Linked DNA regions of Gossypium arboreum: region 1 is linked to region 2. A link is a contact called in public Hi-C data. All regions are on one chromosome and are shown on one strand. Each heading gives the region's core, a stretch centred on a gene start, on an enhancer-like site or on the middle of the called end of the contact. The rest is flanking DNA. Distances are from core to core; before and after follow the strand shown. Region 1 holds the start of LOC108480616 (purple acid phosphatase 8-like). Region 2 has its middle 37 kb from the start of LOC128282173.

The links. Hi-C and Micro-C count contacts between places; a contact is called where the count stands out from the background.
Region 1: a Hi-C map of leaf shows a contact between it and region 2, with 2.3 times the contacts expected there. The contact joins the promoter of LOC108480616 here to the enhancer-like site in region 2. A contact is called at or near these places in 2 of 5 Hi-C or Micro-C datasets (both in leaf).

Annotation. Positions count from the first base shown.
Region 1 is chr1:45,570,041-45,574,822 of ASM2569848v2, reverse strand. It overlaps LOC108480616 (purple acid phosphatase 8-like), which reads right to left and starts at 2,771. Exons shown (of 6, transcript XM_017783665.2): 1 at 2,410-2,771; 2 at 840-996; 3 at 645-758; 4 at 429-556; 5 at 149-345; 6 at 1-70. The coding sequence starts at 2,607.
Region 2 is chr1:45,376,392-45,381,502 of ASM2569848v2, reverse strand. No RefSeq gene overlaps it. Among protein-coding and RNA genes, the nearest start is that of LOC128282173, 37 kb to the left of the region's middle. Within about 2 kb of position 2,747, at least 1 of the 2 cell types and tissues checked has an H3K27ac peak or open chromatin away from gene starts, as enhancers often do. A contact at or near this core is called in leaf, where this site is marked.

The sequences.
Region 1 (4,782 bases), core at 1,522-4,021, 190 kb before region 2:
TGGATTCCACCAACTCACGTCTCCCCTCCATGCCTTTGATCCCCCTCCACTTGTCATGAATTGGGTTCCACTACATTGTTTTGGGGACCATAATCAACCATTTTAGTCACTACCCTTTTTCCAAATTTTAAGTTACAAAAAGATATACCTGTCACTGCTGCTTATGTGCTGTAAGCAATGGTCATGCCCATTAATATAAAGATCAACGTCGTATGTCTGAAGAAGTGGAAGGAGATGAATGTTAAGCTCCTTAGTGTTCCCATGGTGTCCTGCACTCTTGATTGCATGGTGACCTACTACTATCTTCCACTTTGCTCTGGATTCTCCTATTGCCGATTCCACTTCCTATACATCAATATTGCCACCCACATTTCTAACATCTGAATCCGAAACATATTCGAATACGAGAATTTTAAAAGAAAAAGTACCATCAAGAGATTGTTAAGGTATTTCTCTCTGGGTAATATGGTTTTCCAGTCATAAACATGATCTTCTGGGTCAGAGAAGTATTTGGTCACGAATGGAGTAGTGTCCACAAAGAAAAATTCTGCTATTTCTGCCAACAATAATGAGAGCCAAAAAGAAAATTAAAATATGTTAAAAAGAAAAAAAGGTTAATAAAATTAGATATTTGGGTTAATTACCAGGTCCAGCATTGAGGACAAAAGATCTCAAACAAAGCCATCTGCTATCCATCTTTGTAAGGATGGGACTTAATTGAGCCTCAGCGTTGCCCCTATAATCATGATTACCCAACACTACCACCAAAATAAATAAATTAAATTCCCATTTTAGAATTAGTATTTAAAAATCGATTGCATGGGGTTGAAGATTCGTACCATTGTACCATTGTTTTTGCAAGCTGGGAGCTGTATAAATATCAGTGAAGGATTGATGGAACAATGGATCGTCAACGGCGGTCAAACCATTGTCGTAAAAATTATCGCCGGTTGAGATTATGAAGTCGATATCTAATTGCTCTCCGATTTTTCCCATCTGAGCCATTAAATTTTTATCATTAAATTAAAAATCAATGTTTTATCGATATATCTTATGGTTTTTATATAAAAATAAAATTGCTTTGAGTAATTTGTAATAATGGTTTACTACCTATTTTGGATCTTATACTATACAAAAATTATCAAATTGGTACTTAAAGAATTTTTTTGTCATTTTAGCCCGTATACTTTCTTTCCATTTATCCGTTACTGTTTCAAAAAGCACTAAGTAAACCAATGAAGTGATACCACTGTGATGAAAAAAATTCAAAATAATATCATAAATTCAAAAAAAATCATAAAATCCAAAAGACAAAAAAAAAAAAAAGCTTAAAAATCCTAAAACTAAAGATTCATTAATTAATTTTAAAATTATAAAAATAAATTTCATAAAATTTAAAAAAATAATCTAAAAAACCTAAAATTCCAAAAAAAAAGTAAAATTGGACATCTAGAATTTATTTTGAAATTGTTATCTTTTTGGAAATATATAAATATATAAAATTATTTTTAAAATACACATCTAGATTCAAACTGGAAAAATGCATGTCTAAGGTTAAATCTAAAATGCATTTTTTTAATTGAAATTTAAAAAAAATGTAGGTTTGTTTAGAATTTTAGGTGTTTTTAGAAAGTTTTAAAATTTTATTTGTAAGGTTTTTGCACTTTAGGTTTGATTCGCTTAGGTACTTTTCTTAATAGAAATTGTGAATGGTGTAACAAAATAAACATAAACGGAAAAAATTACAAAGGCTAAAGTGATCCAATTTATGTATAATATGGGAGGTACTAAACCTAAAATAATGTAAAGAAGAATTGTTAGGTGAAAATATTTTTACAAGGGAAATGGGATATAGGAATTTATTTAACACCAAATTTGTATTGAGTGATAATAAAGTTTTTTTAAAATTTTTTGGTTCCAATACGTGTATAGTTAGGATTGTGATTTTGGATAGGTGTAGAGATGTGATTGGTTGGAAACGGCCAAAAGTGAAACAGGAATTTTCTAGTCCAAACTATATGAAACCCAATCAACGTGTGAGAGACTTACGAAACTGGCTAACTTTGTCCATTCCCCTCACTGTTCTCACTTGAGGAATATTAAACTGTAAAAAGAAGAAAAGAAAAAGAATCTGGGATTTTATTTGGAATTATACCATTCCAAAAGTTTTTTAAAATGATTAGACTGTAAAAACAATGTTCATTGGCATCTTCATTTTATTCTATTGGACTTTAGTAGATAGTTTTGTTGGATATAAAATTTTAAGACGAGTGATGATGGAATTCCTAAAAAGCTTCGGACCAAAATGATTTTCTTCTTAATAACAACCAGAAAGAAAGAGGAGAACGTTACTTGCGTTTTCATAAAACATTTAATGACAACTTTTAAGAAAGTAGAAAAGCAAAAGACCTGAAAAGCAACTTGAGATTGGTTATAGTGTCCTCTCCTTCCCCAGTCTCCGACCACCAGGAAGCTCAGAGACCCATCTGGTTTGCCTGCGTGTTCAAACCGCTCAAGCTCTGCCACACACGATATTACAAACAACCCAACAACCAACGTCCACGACACGAGCCTTTGGTTCATAGCTTTTTTGGTTGGAACAACCATATTTATGTGAAATGAGGTGAGAGTAGGGAGGCAAGGCAAGGTAGAAAATGAAATGAAGAGTCCTTCTATCCACGCTATTTGTAACCAGTTGGAGCATATAATATGTTTTTACGAGTGTAGGATTAAAAATCATTTTAAAAGTCCCACGAAAATTCCTTAGAATGACGTAAGGCTATAAGATTGACTGAATGAAAGCATACATTAATAAGAAAGAACCAATAACCCACCAAACCTTATGGCCCAAACTGGTCTTAAATCCACCAATTAAGTTAGCTCTGCCTTCATCCTACTCTTTTAACTTTACCTCAAATCTGCTATTAGCTGTTGTGTGTTCTCTATTTCATGCTTATATTTATTGATTAAATTGCCTGGAATTTTGTGAAAAATAATAAATTTACATAATTAAAATTTTAAAATTCAAAAAAAAAAATCTAAAGGTTAAATCCAATAGCAAATTATCTTCTAACTTATCCATATGTTTGGTAGGTTTGACAATTAGTTAGTTGGTAAAACATCAAGGAATAGGATACGTTTAATTTTGTGGTCTCTCATGAATCATGACTTCGTTTTTCCTAGTACCTCTATGCAATCACACACAGTGAACCAGTGACCATTTATAACACAGCAACAAGAAGCATATGGCTGGTGGCATCGGAAAATATGTCGACTCCTGTGGCCTCACTTCACGTGCCTTTCCCACAAACTAAAACCCTTTCCCAGTTGAATGGCTATTGAATTTGATGATGCAATTATGTCCACTCCTAGGGCCTTACTTTACACTGCTGTTATATAACCCATGAATGTTGATGTTTTTTGGGGTTCAAAATTTTAATCCCTATTTTATTATCATCCCAAGTTAGTGAAGGTATGTAATGGATTTGACTTTAAATAAGATTTTGTTTGAGTGATTACAATATTATATATTTAATTAAATTATTATCGAAATAAAATATATAAACCAATTATATAAATATTAGATTATGGTACATCCACGTAATATGTTTATTAAAATTAACATGGAACTCAAATATTATTTTAATTGAAATGGTAAATTTAAAAATTTTGATGTTATGATAAATAGGATTCAAATCTTGATCATAAATATGTATATATTTAAAATTTTATATAAAAATACTTTCAATTTAATATTTATTACTTGATTAAAATAAAAAAATTCTAATAATTTATTACTTTATTACAATCTTTACATGAAGTATAGGTATATTGTTACCATCAGAAGTATTTAATTATATATATATATATTCCTTTCAAGCTAGCATCATATCAAATAAAGTTTTGAAAAGAAATAAAGCACGGGCAAAAACATCTTCCTTTTTTATTCCACTTCCAGAAAAGAAAAGAAAAAGATTCTTTATTAACTTCCTCTTTTATTGTTTTAATCTGAAAAGAAAATACCAGGCTTGATGGTTCTCAAAACAACAGAATTAACTTGCACAAAATAAATTAAAATAATAAAATAATGCAATATAAAAATATGGAGAAATTCACTTCCAAGCATATTCATAATTTTTAATTAATTCAATATTTTGATTTAAAATATTATTTATATTAATATATATTAAATGGTTAAATTTTTTAAATAAAATAATAATTAAAATTTTTAATCTATGTCAAACTTTCTTAATCTATATGATTAGAGTATAAAATATAACGCTTAAATTGTTAAACCATTTAAATGTTAGATCCCTCTCATAAATATAATGTATCAAAATTTAATAATATATAATTCTACCAAGCGTCAACGAACCAGGTAATGATTGTTTAATTTTATTTTATTTTAATAATGAGTAGATGATATTATTGATGCCCATACAAGGATCATCCTAACTCTTTACTGCTGGGCAAACAAATTTGTCTTTAATATATTTATGTTGATAACTAAGTCTTCTATCAATTTCATGCATTTTGATTTGTGGTCCTATGAAACCATCAACTAACATTTTTGAAGGAGACCATCTGTTGGGAATTTCGACGAATTTTCCTATTTCTTTGTCATATACTCTCTTCATCTTCTTCTTCTTCTTTTTTGGTAAATGGTTTAATTATTTTTCAATTCCTGTACTTTTTGAAATTTTGGATTTCAATCTATCTACTTGTGTTTAATTTCAAAATTTTATTTATCAACATTGTTAATTCACTTATTTAAGATTTGAA
Region 2 (5,111 bases), core at 1,498-3,997:
AAAATAAGATTCGTCAACTTGATTAGCTTGAAACTTTTTCATTCGATTTGATCGAATGCTCACCTCTAAGTTGGCATATCGGTCTAAAAAAAGGAGTTAGATCGGTTAACCAAGAAAACATTTGAAACTAGTTGAATCAAGCTAAAAATCGATGAAACTGCCAATTAAATCAATTTTCTCTATTTTTTATTTTTCAATTTTAATACTTATTTAATTAAACTAGATGAATCGATTGAATTAAGAACGGTGATCTGATTGATTTGACTACCAGTCTAATTGTGAAAGCCTTGGTAAAAAAATATATGATTTGACTGTAACTATTTAAATTATCTTATATTTTCATTAGAAGTAATGAATAATTGTATATGATAAGAATGGAGGTAATATGAAATTTGAATTGTCAATTACTCATGTCCATGGATTAATTTATGTTTAAATTAAATATATTAAAAAATTTATATTTTAATAAATATTATTATTGTAATGCATGGGTTAATATTGACTTATAGACTTAATTAATTTTTATTTTAAAATGTTTAAAGTTTGGTATAAAGAAAACAAAAATTAATAATATATTTTGAATTTAGTTTTATGGTAATATATATATATATATATATATATATATTCATGAAATGGTAGAATTTGATAATAACTTAAATTACGTTTGCAATATTGATTATTATATATTTAAATTATAATTTCTACAAAAAATATTTTACCACAAATAATTTTTCTTTAAACCCTAACCCTAATATTTTAAAATATAAATTAAGTAGGTAATATAATTAGCTTCAAAAGTGTGTTATAGTTATTAAATATTTTATTTACAATGCATATTTAATTCGCAGATATATTTTTAAATAAGAAATTTGATAGGTCCAAATTGTAGCAAGTTAAGTTAAAATTTATAACTATTATGTAGAACATAAAATAATTGACAGTAATTTTATTTTAAATTTGATTTTAACGGAATATGAAGCATCGTATTAAATTAATAATAAATAAAGTATATAATGGAAATGAAAAAGGATTAAGTTATTTAAAATGTATGATGCAAAAGGGTAATAATCTTAGGAAACCTATTCATTCTTTATAAAATAAATGATTCTGCTTATTGTGTTTTTTAGTTTGAGCAACATAGTGCACATCTTGGTATTCAATTTCAATTCTATCTTTTTATGATGTTGATGCATATTCTCTAAACAAAATCTAAGTTGCAATCTCGGATAATGTTTAATATGAGTATTTTAGTTAAAATAGCATTTTCAAAAGTTAGTTCAATTAAATTAATTTTAAAATATTTAAAACTTTTTTTTTTGAGATATTTGAAATAATATCAAAGGATTGATAATTTTTCGGCTCTGTCTTGTAGAAATCTCTAGACTCAATTATCCTTCTTCTTGAAGAAAGGTCATTTTATCAACACTGTAATCATAGAAGTAAGTTTATAATTATAATCATATAAGAAAACAATCCTAAATAAATAAATAAATAAATTACAAGACTTTGTCATAATAAAACATATGCTACAAAATAAGGATCTATATTAAACAAATTTATTGATTCACATGACGATTCATTTCTATGTCTCTTTGAAGAACTATCTCTTACCATCGCCAAAATCTACGTATAATTAACGTAAATTGTTATTATATATTAAATCAATTATAAAAAATGATAAAAGTTATGAACACAACAATAAAAAGATGAAATCTAAAAACTAATTTACCACGTACCATAAACTTTTCTATTCTAACCTAAGTGTTATATATATATATATATATATATATATATATATATTTGATATGGTTTTTATAATCAGTATACAAATCCCAAGCCAGAGATAATAGTTGGGATTATTTTCAAATTTGTTTATTTTATTTTAAAAGAAAAATATGAAAATTACATCTAATAGGTGGAAAAAAATTTAATCATGCAAACAAATACAGACTTCTTAACTATCAAAATGGAAATTTAAAAATACAAAATCAGCATCTCAATAAATCAATAAAGAAAACATATTAGAAAAGAGAAAAGACCTATCAAAACCCAGCTTAATGAACAAATAATAATAATAATAATATTTTATCGTTAAAGGATATTTTGCATGTAAATTTTAAGGGAAATAGCGTGTACGAGAAAAGAAGAATAGAGCACTGAATCAAGACACATGGATTAACATGTGGCTAATTTTAGACATACTGTTTTTTGATATTTTTCAGGTTTATTTTATTATCTGTATTTGAAATTTGTGTTATTCTTCTCAACAGATAAACATTATGCTATTTATTATTGTGTAAAGGAAAAGAAAAACTCATCTACTTATCCAATGAGCCAGAAGCCAGCCAGCCCTCAAATTATTACTCATGATAAGTGTGTTAAACAGATATCCCATTTGGGATTTTTTTCAAAACTAAAGTTATTGATTATAGATTAAAAAAAAAAAAAGGTGCTAAATTGGTAAAAGCGTAAAGTGATTTTTGCAATGAAATATAAGTATCTTTTTATTTATTTATTTATTACAAAACATGGGGGGGGGGGGGGGTGTTAAGGCAATGGAAAATTAATACAAGTAGTTGAAGCACATGAATCCCAAGATAAATGGATATTATCCATTGGCCCATCTTGAACTCGGACGAATTGGAAGATATATTTGATATCATCATAAGCTGGTTGGGCCAGCCATTCTACTTTTGTTACGCTCATTTATGATATTAAGCCCTTTTTTTTTTGGGGTCACTTCCAAAGAACCCACACATAAAAATATTATGATCTTTATTTTAGTATAATAAGGATAGAGCGAAGAGTGACAAGTCTGGCTTGTATTTTGCTGGCAAACTTGTAGCTTCGAATGGATAAGAGTTGAGAGCCTCTGTGGTCTTGGGCGATAACTGCTCCACCACTCATGCTATTTCGCCTGCAATGATCAATGCAAAGAGAGAGTGCCCATTCTGAGACAGGATTATCAATAAGGTCCGATCTTGGAATTCTTAACTGATGGCTTTGCAAGTTGTTAATGGGAAAGGCATTCATTATGGAATCATGGAGATTTTGGGTCCTTATGACTGCCCTTGCTGGAGAATGATCGACCATTCTGAAAATGAGTTGATTCCTTGATTTCCAATTTATCCAGAGAGTGCATGCTGCATAAGTGTAAAAATTCTTTGAATCGATGGAGCTGATGTTGTTTGAGTTGAGCCACTGAAGAAACCAGGATGATAGAGAAGAAATCCGGAGACAGTCGGATAAGAGGACAAGAGAAGAACCAAACCACTGCTCGATCGAAACTGCATTGAAGGAAGAGTTGTTTAATGGATTCCCTGCCATCTTTGCAAAAAAAAAAAAAAAAAACAACACACAGAGGTTATCATCATCGGAAAGGCGTCTTGAGAAGAGCTCCTTGGTTGGAAGGCAATTTGTACATATTTTCCAAAGGAAGATGGTAATATTGTAAGGGAGTTTAAGCCTCTATAGATTAGTCTATGTTTTGTTAGAGGGTGAGGCTGCAGAAGTTGAAGGATTAAATTGACACTCACAGGCATAAACACTCTTCACACAAAAGCGACCATTAAAGTTAAATTTCCATACAAATTTTTTTTTACCACCCTGTATCGAAAGGGTCCTGCTGCGGAGGTCAGAGGCCCAATCATGATTGACGACGATATTGAGAGATTTCTTTTGATCCAAGATATTGATGCTGGGGAGAGTACAAGCATGAACTTAAAATGTTGGGACAGACAATTTAATAGTATCAACAAGAGGGAGATTAGTATTTGGCTCTTAGAATCTTTGTGAGGAAACAATTGTGATCAGTCATTATGTGCCATGCAATTTTGGTGAGAAGGGCATCATTGAAGGTGTTGATCTTCCTAATACCCAGATCACCAGCAAACAATGGTGCACAAATTTGTTTAATTTATTACAATGGTGCACAAATTTGTTTAATTTATTCTTATTTTTTTTAGTTATAACTAATAACCCTTCCAATATTTAGATACAATCGGCTCTCCTATAACAATTTGTCAATATTTTAGATATTATAGAGAGGTGGTTGATACCCACAACATCTAACACATTTATAACAACATTTAAAATTTAGATTATATTTAAATTTTTTAGAGTTTTAAAATTAAAAAAATATTATATTATAAATATTATTAATTAATGAGATTTAGATAATATATTTAATAATATTTTCAAATATAACTTCATTTATTTTAATAAAATAATATTAATATTTTTATATAAAATTTAAATATTTTAATAAAATAATATCTTAACTAAAATTTATTATATTATATTTTACCTAATAATATAACTACTATTATTAAAATTTAAAACAAAAGATTATCGTAGTGAAGTAATTTAATAAAATGTGTATTTTATGTTGATTATTATTATTGTTTTAGAAAGTAAAATAATATATAAAAATGGATTTTATGATAAACTAGATGACTAAATTACTTAAAAGACTTATTTTCAAATAAATTTACGGAAATAGGCCGATTACACTATTATTTATCGGAAAGGGCCTGTTTTTGCAAAACGTGCCTACGTGGCCACGTTTAAGGGGGAAATTTTCAACAAAGCACGCCCTTGAGGAAGCGTTTTCTGCCATGTCAGCGAAATGCGCTTCGTCCATATTTTTATATGTTAGGGATATTTACATGTTTAGTCCTTAGGGTTTTTAGGGTTTTTGGGTTAGGGTTTTGGTAAAATAAGTTAGGGTTTAGTATTTAGGTTTTTGTTAAAACAAGTTAGGGTTTATAGTTTTAGTAGTTTTAAAAATAAATCAAGATTTAGTGTTTTTTATAAAAATTATTTAAATTAGGATTTATGGTTTTAAATAGATTAAGTAAATTAGGGTTCTAGGATTTTAGATAAATTAAATTAGGGTTTAAAATAAATTAAATTAGGGTTTATAGTTGTTAAATAGATTAAGTAAATTAGGGCTCTAGAGTTTTAGATAAATTAAATTAAGATTTTGAGTTTTGGGTTAAAATTAATTAAATTAGAGTTTTAGGGTTTTAGATAAATTAAATTAAAGTTTAAAATAAATTAAATTAGGGTTTATGGTTTTTAAATAGATTAAGTAAATTAGGGTTTTAGTG